Regions from separate parts of the Danio rerio genome. Here all the other regions are linked to region 1. Evidence: chromatin contacts called from public Hi-C data. All regions are on one chromosome and are shown on one strand. The core of a region is the stretch at or near the end of the contact, and the rest is flanking DNA. Distances in the headings are between cores, read along the strand shown.

The links. A called contact is a pair of places that touch in the nucleus more often than the background predicts.
Region 2: a Hi-C map of an unstated tissue shows a contact between it and region 1, with 2.9 times the contacts expected there. The contact joins the promoter of rrp9 here to the promoter of arl8bb in region 1. A contact is called at or near these places in 1 of 18 Hi-C or Micro-C datasets (an unstated tissue) and 1 of 4 datasets of contacts at active chromatin or transcription factors (embryo).
Region 3: a contact with region 1 is called in a Hi-C map of hematopoietic stem cells, with 3 times the contacts expected there. The contact joins the enhancer-like site here to the promoter of arl8bb in region 1. A contact is called at or near these places in 6 of 18 Hi-C or Micro-C datasets (caudal fin, embryo, fibroblasts and 2 more) and 2 of 4 datasets of contacts at active chromatin or transcription factors (caudal fin and embryo).

What each region holds. Positions count from the first base shown.
Region 1 is chr11:38,140,338-38,143,172 of GRCz12tu, reverse strand. It overlaps arl8bb (ADP-ribosylation factor-like 8Bb), which reads left to right and starts at 1,448. Exons shown (of 7, transcript NM_001326478.1): 1 at 1,448-1,686. The coding sequence starts at 1,564.
Region 2 is chr11:38,627,620-38,630,454 of GRCz12tu, reverse strand. It overlaps rrp9 (ribosomal RNA processing 9, U3 small nucleolar RNA binding protein), which reads left to right and starts at 1,409. Exons shown (of 15, transcript NM_001118895.1): 1 at 1,409-1,588; 2 at 1,714-1,799. The coding sequence starts at 1,520. si:ch211-213o11.11 reads right to left here and starts at 391. Exons shown (of 2, transcript XM_021479881.3): 1 at 26-391.
Region 3 is chr11:37,857,295-37,860,129 of GRCz12tu, reverse strand. It overlaps sema3fb (sema domain, immunoglobulin domain (Ig), short basic domain, secreted, (semaphorin) 3Fb), which reads left to right. Exons shown (of 18, transcript XM_068224391.2): 10 at 139-208; 11 at 352-496; 12 at 1,354-1,576. Among named protein-coding and RNA genes, the nearest start is that of zgc:112970, 66 kb to the left of the region's middle. Within about 2 kb of position 1,464, at least 5 of the 62 cell types and tissues checked have an H3K27ac peak or open chromatin away from gene starts, as enhancers often do.

The DNA of each region.
Region 1 (2,835 bases), core at 199-2,698:
ACACGATGCAATCGGTTTTCTCAAATGGTTTGAGTTACCTTGTTAACTTACCTTATGCAAATATTGTTTTTGCAAGGATACACAGATTTCCAAATCTTCTTTTGATTTCTTGCTTGTTCATTTTATTTTTATTTCATTAAAAAAGCGTTGTTTTTTTCTAGAACGTTATTTATTTGGCTACGTTTTTATGTTTCTTTCCTTCTTTTAACTATGAAAATTAAAACATACAAAGACATTTCACAGCAAATATAGCACATATTTATTTCAGAAGTCAGTTTAACCTGCTTCCTTTCTGAAAATGGCGTTTTAATAAAAGTAAAAAATATACTGTATATACTCTCTCAGAAATAAATACACGAGCTGTCACTGGGGTGGTACCTTCTCAAAAGGTACACGTTTGTACCTAAAGGGTACACACTGGTACCTTAAAGTATACATTAGTACCTAAACATTTTAAGTGGAACACTTTTGTACTTTTTAGGTACTAATATGAACCCTTGAGGTATTAATGTGGACATTTTAGGTACAAATTTGTACCTTTTGAAAAGGTACCACCCCAGTGACAGCGCATGTACTTTTTGTTTCTTAGAGTGTAGAAATTATATATTCTTATATATATCCTCAGTATTATGAAATGTATGTCCATTGAAGTTCAAGTACACCCAAAAAGAAAAGTTTTGTCATCATTTACTCACCATTCACTTATTCACAATATTTGAGTTTCTTTTTCTGTTAAACACAAAATTATATATTTTAATTTTAAGATTGTTACACATCTACTTCCAAAAAATACTATGGAAGTCAATCGATCCCAACAACCAGCATTTTTCTAAATATCTTCTTTATGTTCAGCAGAAGAAAGAAACTCAAATAGGATTACAACCACAGGGAGAGTAAATGATGACATAATTAATTTTTTTTTGGGGGGGGGGGGGGGGGGGAGACATTACAATAAACATAACACTATCAAGATATGTTAATTATAATAATCTGAATAATGAAGTTTTGTTAATAATCTATTTATTTTGTTGATTAAGTTTCATATTCATAAGTGTACAATTTTCAACAAAAACCCTGATTTACGTTTTATAAGGAACTGAAAAATTACTTTTGTATTATTCAACATTAAAACTGCCATTTGTGCTCTATTTTCATAATTTTTGATTAATGTAAAGGTCCTGCTTGTTTGTAATTGTAAGTATTGGGTTTGATTATTTATACTCTTGTTTTTTGTGTTTGTTTTGTTTCCTTATTTTTAAATATTTTTTTATTATTATTTACCTTCTATCACGCGGGCATTGTTGTTTCATGTATCTGTTGTTTAAAGCATAATCATAAAAAATAAATACAAAAATAAAAATAAATAAACAAATACTATAGGACTTTTGTTCTATCGGACTTTTATTCTGAAAGTTAGCGTCAAGGTTGAGCGGCACGTTTGATGCGCGTCAGCTGATGTCACATGACTCGAGCCGCTTCCTCTTTCAGACTTTTTTTCCTATCTCCAGCAGGAACACAGACTCATCATCCTGACCGTCGGATTTGTCCCGCAGCAGCGCAGAGATGTTGTCCCTCTTCCACCGGCTCCTCGACTGGATCAGGTCGCTCTTCTGGAAGGAGGAGATGGAGCTCACGCTGGTGGGCCTTCAGTACTCCGGGAAAACCACTTTCGTCAACGTGATTGCTGTAAGTCTGCATTCAGTGCTTGTCTGAGTTGTTGATAATGTACTGCTGTCATGTGTAAATGATGTCATGCTGTCATGCTGATGACTCAAGGCCAGACAGAGGCGGAGGACAGCTTTAAAACCTGTTTATATTAGTCATGTGCTGTGAAGAGTTTGGTTGGGATGTTTCACATAGGGTCAAGTTTGCATATGATATGTTATTTATTTACAAACCATGTAGAGTTTAATGATTGTATTTTGTCAATAATATGACTTTTAGGGTTTATGAGATGGTCACTAGCGTTTTATAGTTTCTAAGAGCTTAATGTAATATGCATATAATGTAAAATATCATAATTTAATATACAGAATCTATATGACTAGTTAAATTCTAACTTCTAAATTCTAGATTATTATTTCCTTCTAAGATGTTATATTATATTTTATTATCTTATCTTATCTTATATTGTATTATATTATATTATATTATATTATATTTATTGTATTATATTATTCGTTTCAAAGCATTAAAATAAGGAATGGGGCTGTTTTCTTTTATATAAAGCGTTTAAAATATGTATAAATATTTTTAATAAATTATATAGTTCGAATTATATAATATTATATTACATTACATTACATTATATTATATTCATTCATTCATTCATTTATTCATTCATTTTCTTTTCGGCTTAATCCCTTTGTTAATCCAAGGTCGCTACAGCGGAATGAACCGCCAACTTATCCAGCACGTTTTTATGCTGAATGGCCTTCCAGCCGCAACCCATCACTGGGAAAAATATTATATTATATTATATTATATTATATTATATTATATTATATTATATTATATTATATTATATTATGTGGCCACTGGCGTTTTGTAGTTTATATAAGTTTAACCCTTTAATGCACTTCATGGGTCTAAATTGACCCGTCTGTTTATTTTTTCTATATCTATTTTATAGCTTGTGCATCAAAGGGTTAATATAATATAAATACAATAAATGTAATATAAAATAGTTTAATATACAGAATCTATGTAACTAGATAAATTCACTGCAAAGTTAAACATTTAAGCTTTAGGATTATTGTGATTTTTAAAAAAAAAAAATTGTGATTATTATCTCCTTCTAAGATATTATCATTTATTTATTCATTTTCTTGTTGG
Region 2 (2,835 bases), core at 160-2,659, 490 kb before region 1:
ATAGCAATAAATATATAAATCTCACCTGACATCTGTCACGTAGATCTGGTCGAGCATCCTTCAGTGTTCCCGAATCCCGGATCTGTCCATCGGGGGAGTTTATCCAGCACTTTAGGGAGCTTGATGGAGTTGTGTTTGGTCTTTGCACTTAAGAGCAGCGGAAACCATTACACTGACAGATGTACATGATGTGCAGGTCAGTCCATTACACAGACACTCATTACACTGAGTCAGTTCACCCTAACAGAGGAGGCGAAGAAGACAACAATAACACACTGCAACACTGAGACTCAAACTGATAGAGAGAGAGAGAGAGAAAGAGAGAGAGAGAGAGAGAGAGAGAGAGAGTGCAGAAAGCAGCTGACCAGGACAGTCACCAATCGTAATAGTCACTCACACTATATTAAAACATATTTGCACAAACACATGCAATAAGAAAACAATAAATAATAAAGATTATTAATTACTTTGGTTATTGTGAACATTATTAATAATAATAGTAAAAATATTTGCAACTTTTTAAAATTTTATTATTATTCTTATGAATTGTTTTATTATATTTTTATGTTTGTATGTGTATATTTTATTGTATTGTTTCACTTTTTATTATCATTATATAATAACATATATCATTTTTATTTTCTTCATTTTCTTTTCAGCTTAGTTCTTTTATTCATCAGGGGTCGCCACAGCAGAATGAACCACCAACTTATCCAGCATATGTTTTACACAGCGGATGCCCTTCCAGCTGCAACCCAGTACTGTGAAACACCCATACACTCTCATTAATTCACACACACACACACACACACACACACACACACACACACACACACACACACACACACACACACACACATACACACACACAAACACACACACACACACACACAACCGACCATTTTTGTTTATTCAATTCACCTATAGCGCATGTGTTTGGACTGTGGTGGAAACCAGGACATACCGAGGAAACCCACGCCAACATGGGGAGAACATGCAAACCCCACATAGAATTGCCAACTGATCCAGCCGGAACTCAGGGAACACAACCTTCATGCTGTGAGGTGACTGCGCTACCCACTGTGCCACCGTGTTGCCAGCATAGTATACTGTACTTGATTTATTGCATATGTTTGTGTTGTGTGTTTTATTTCATGTACTTTTTATTTATCACTATTGTGTGTGTGTGTTTGTGTGTGTGTGTGTTTGTATTTATTATTTACAGTATAAGTTTAACTAGTATTATATTATTTACTAAGTTAACTATGTATGCATGTGTATATTATTTAATGTATTACTATTTTTAAAACATGAGTTTCATTCAGTCATTAAGTGCGTCTGTAATGTCTGCTCTGTCCAGTGAGCAGCGCTGTATCTCAAACACACTCGTGTAAACCAACCCAGAAGAAGAGCCTCCGGAAGCATGTGTTTGTGACCATGTGAGTGCCAGCAGAGAGCACTAAATAAACTTAAACATCCTCAAATTACTTCTAAAAATCAGTTAAGTAAAAACGCCATCATGTCGTCCTTCTTCATAAAGAAAAAACTCGTCTCTTCAGCAACGAATAAAGGAGATTTAAAACGAAAGGTACGTTTGAATTGAGCTAAATGAGACTTAAAAGTAGAGTTGTAGCGTTCATGATGTTATTTGATGCACATCTCTCTGATATTGTGTAATAATAACGTTTTTATGTTCATATTCGGCATGTCAAGAGTAATACAGACGACGGCAAAGGGAGATCCAAAAGGTTCAGTAAACGAATGAATGAAGAAATCTCGAGTGACTCAGAAAATGAAAGGTAATGTTATCTGAACTAACGTTACTGCAGTTTACAATAGAGGTAAGGTTGGTTTTATATTCGCACATCCGTTCATTAAGAAGTCTCTATATTGTTTACTATTTTACTTTGAATATTCGATGGGAATTAGCATGCATCTAGGACTTGAAAACAACATTAACTGGTCTTCCTAAAAGACAGTCAGACAGTTGCAGCTCATCCAGAACACTGCGGCCAGGATTCTGACCAGAACCAGAAAATCAGAGCACATCACACCTGTCCTCTGGTCTTTACACTGGCTCCCAGTTACAGTCAGAATAGACTTTAAAGTATTATTACTTGTCTATAAATCACTAAATGGCCTAGGACCTAAATACATTACAGATATGCTGACTGAATACAAACCTAACAGATCACTCAGATCTTTAGGATCCCATTAACTAGAAGTTCCAAGAGTTCATTCAAAGCAGGGTGAATCAGCTTTCAGCTACTATGCCCCTTGCTGCTGGAATCAGCTTCCAGAAATGATCAGATGTGCTCCAACATTAGGCACATTCAAATCAAGACTGAAAACACATCTGTTTAGCTGTGCCTTTACTGAATGAGCACTGTGCTGCGTCTGACAGATTGCACTATTATGTTTTCTCTTCTTTTTTATTCTTTTATATTACATTTTATCTTTTTTTGTTTTTTTATCATTTTTATTATTTGCTTTTATTTTTCTTATACTCGTTTCTTTTATTCTTATTATGTAAAGCACTTTGAATTGCCACTGTGTATGAAATGTGCTATATAAATAAACTTGCCTTGACTTAACACTGTTTATTTGATTGTGAACAATGTTGTACTTTGATAGTCATTGGCTGCTAATATGATTTCGCTAATTAGAGTTTGCAAATAATACTTTTATAAAATTATATTATTAAGGGGAAAGTCCGAATGAGCGAATATAAACCAACTTTACCCCTATCAGTTAAATGGTGGATGATGCTTTCTTTATGTTATAAAAGAGATATTTTATACAAAAAATACATTTTATTTTCTCCCTCTTTACTTG
Region 3 (2,835 bases), core at 215-2,714, 280 kb after region 1:
TGAGTGAAATGCAGCGAGAAACTCTGAGTCACAGGAAGTTTGTTTCAACATTCAGTAAATGCGTTTGATTTATGCACTGCAAATATTAGCAGTGTTTCTCGTCCAGCTCCTTCACTCTGCAATGTTTGTGTCTTTTAGGAGATGTGTACATACAGCCCACGCAGGACACTAAAAACCCAGTCATCTACGGGGTCTTCTCTGTGTCCGGGTGAGTCTCAGCTTTTCCTCCATCTGGAAACTGTAACTAACTCTGGAAGGTGTTTGCATCTGCTTTTTTCTCTTTCCACCTCTAGCAGCACTTAGTTCCACATATGAACTTTCTAACAAAAACGCTCATATTTTCCCCTCCAGCTCTGTATTCAAGGGCTCGGCGGTCTGCGTCTACTCCATGGCGGACATTCGGATGGTGTTCAATGGACCTTTTGCCCACAAAGAAGGTCCCAATTACCAGTGGGTGGCCTACACTGGGAAAATCCCCTACCCCCGTCCGGGAACAGTAAGTTCTGCCTTATGTACCAGAATACTGATATTAAGACGGATTATTGGCAAACTAGTGAGTAACATTAATCTAGACCTGCTGCTGAAGGTTAATAGTTCACCCCAAAAAATTAAACTGTCATCATTTCAGTTCAGATCAGTTTCTTTCATCTGTTGAACACAGAAGTAGATATTTTGAAGAATGTTAGACTTCCATGGTATATTTCATTTCCTATTACAGATGCCAATGGTAACCCGTTTCCAACATTCTTCAAAATATCTTCTTTTGTGTTGTCGATGAAAACAAATGAAGATATTTTGAAGAATGTTAGGAGCCATTAATTCCATAGTATATTTAATTCCTACCATGGATGTCAACGTTAACCAGTTTACAACATTCTTCAAAATATCATTTTTTGTGTTGTTGGTGAACACAAGAGAAGATATTTTGAAGAATGTTTGAAGCCATTAACCTCCAAATATTTAATTCTTACTACAAATGTCAATGGTAACCAGTTTCCAACATTCTTCAAAATATCTTCGTTTGTGTTGTTTGTGAATGCAAAAAAAAAGATACTTTAAAGAATGTTAGTAGCCATTGACTTCCACTGTAAGTTAATTCCTACTATGGATGTCAGTAGTAACCACTTTTCAACATTCTTTAAAATATATTCTTTTGTGCTGTTGGTGATGTTGGTACTTTTTATCTGTCCCTTTAATAGTCAAACTTTAAACAAGCTGAAGCACCGATTGAAACTGTTAATCATTTAGTATAAAGTTAATCTTCAGCATTTCAATACAATGGATTTTTTTTTTTTTTTTTTTTTTTTTTTTTTTTTTTTTTACAATGGGTTTGTTTGCTTGTTTGTTTTTCAGTGTCCTGGTGGGACTTTCACCCCGAACATGAAGTCCACTAAGGACTACCCAGACGAGGTCATCAACTTCATGCGGAATCATCCCACCATGTATAACTCCGTGTATCCAGTGCACAAGCGCCCTCTGGTGGTCAGGACCAACGTGGACTATGAGTTCACAACCATCACTGTGGATCAGGTCACAGCGGCCGACGGAAACTATGAGGTGCTCTTCCTGGGAACAGGTGAGTTTCATGATTTTTTTTTCATGCATTTACATTAACTATAAATACAATACAGACTAATATACACAATCAAATATTTTCAAGTTATTCATATTACAGCGCAGGGAGCTTTCACTTGTTTTTTGTTTCTCACATTTTTTGTTTTATTTTATTTTCATATTTATTTAATTTAGTTATAAAATATTTGTTATTTTACAATTTTGATCTGTCAGAGTTACTGTGCTAATTAACATAATTTAATATAATTTATTTAACAAACTAACCGATGACCTCATTTCATTATTAATGCAGACATGATTTTAAAGGTTTTAAAATTATTATTATTATTATTATTATTATTATTATTATTATTATTATTATTATTATTATTATTGTTGTTGTTGTTGTGGTTGTTTTTATTCAAAATATTATTATTATTATTTGTTTTTGATTTTGAAAAAAATTATTTTATCTTAGTTTAGAAAATTTAACACCCTAACCTATGACATTTTCAGAATTATGCAGAGATTATTTTTAAATCTTAAAATGACAAGACATTATTATTATTATTATTATTATTTTAAAGTAATTATTTAGCTTAGTTTAGAAAATCTAACACCCTAATAATTATATTTTCATAATTATGCAGAGATGATTTTAAAATATTAAAATGACAAGAAACTATTATTATTGTTATTATTATTATTATTTTGAAGAAATTATTTTAGCTTAGTTTAGAAAATTTAACACCCTAACCTATGACATTTTCAGAATTATGCAGAGATTATTTTTAAATCTTAAAATGACAAGACATTATTATTATTATTATTATTATTTTAAAGTAATTATTTAGCTTAGTTTAGAAAATCTAACACCCTAATAATTATATTTTCATAATTATGCAGAGATGATTTTAAAATATTAAAATGACAAGAAACTATTATTATTGTTATTATTATTATTATTTTGAAGAAATTATTTTAGCTTAGTTTAGAAAATGTAACACCCTAACCTAACCTATGACATATTTCATAATTATTTCAGACTTGATTTTTATGATCTTAAAATGACAAGAAACAACAACAACAACAACAACAACAACAATATTATTATTATTATTATTATTATTATTAATATTATTTATGTTTTTAATTTTGGAATAATTGTTTTAGCTTAGTTCAGAAAATTGAACACCCTAACTTGTGACCTATTTTAATAATTAATGCAGACATGATTTTAGGGGCTTAAAATTATATGAAATTAATATTATTAACATTATT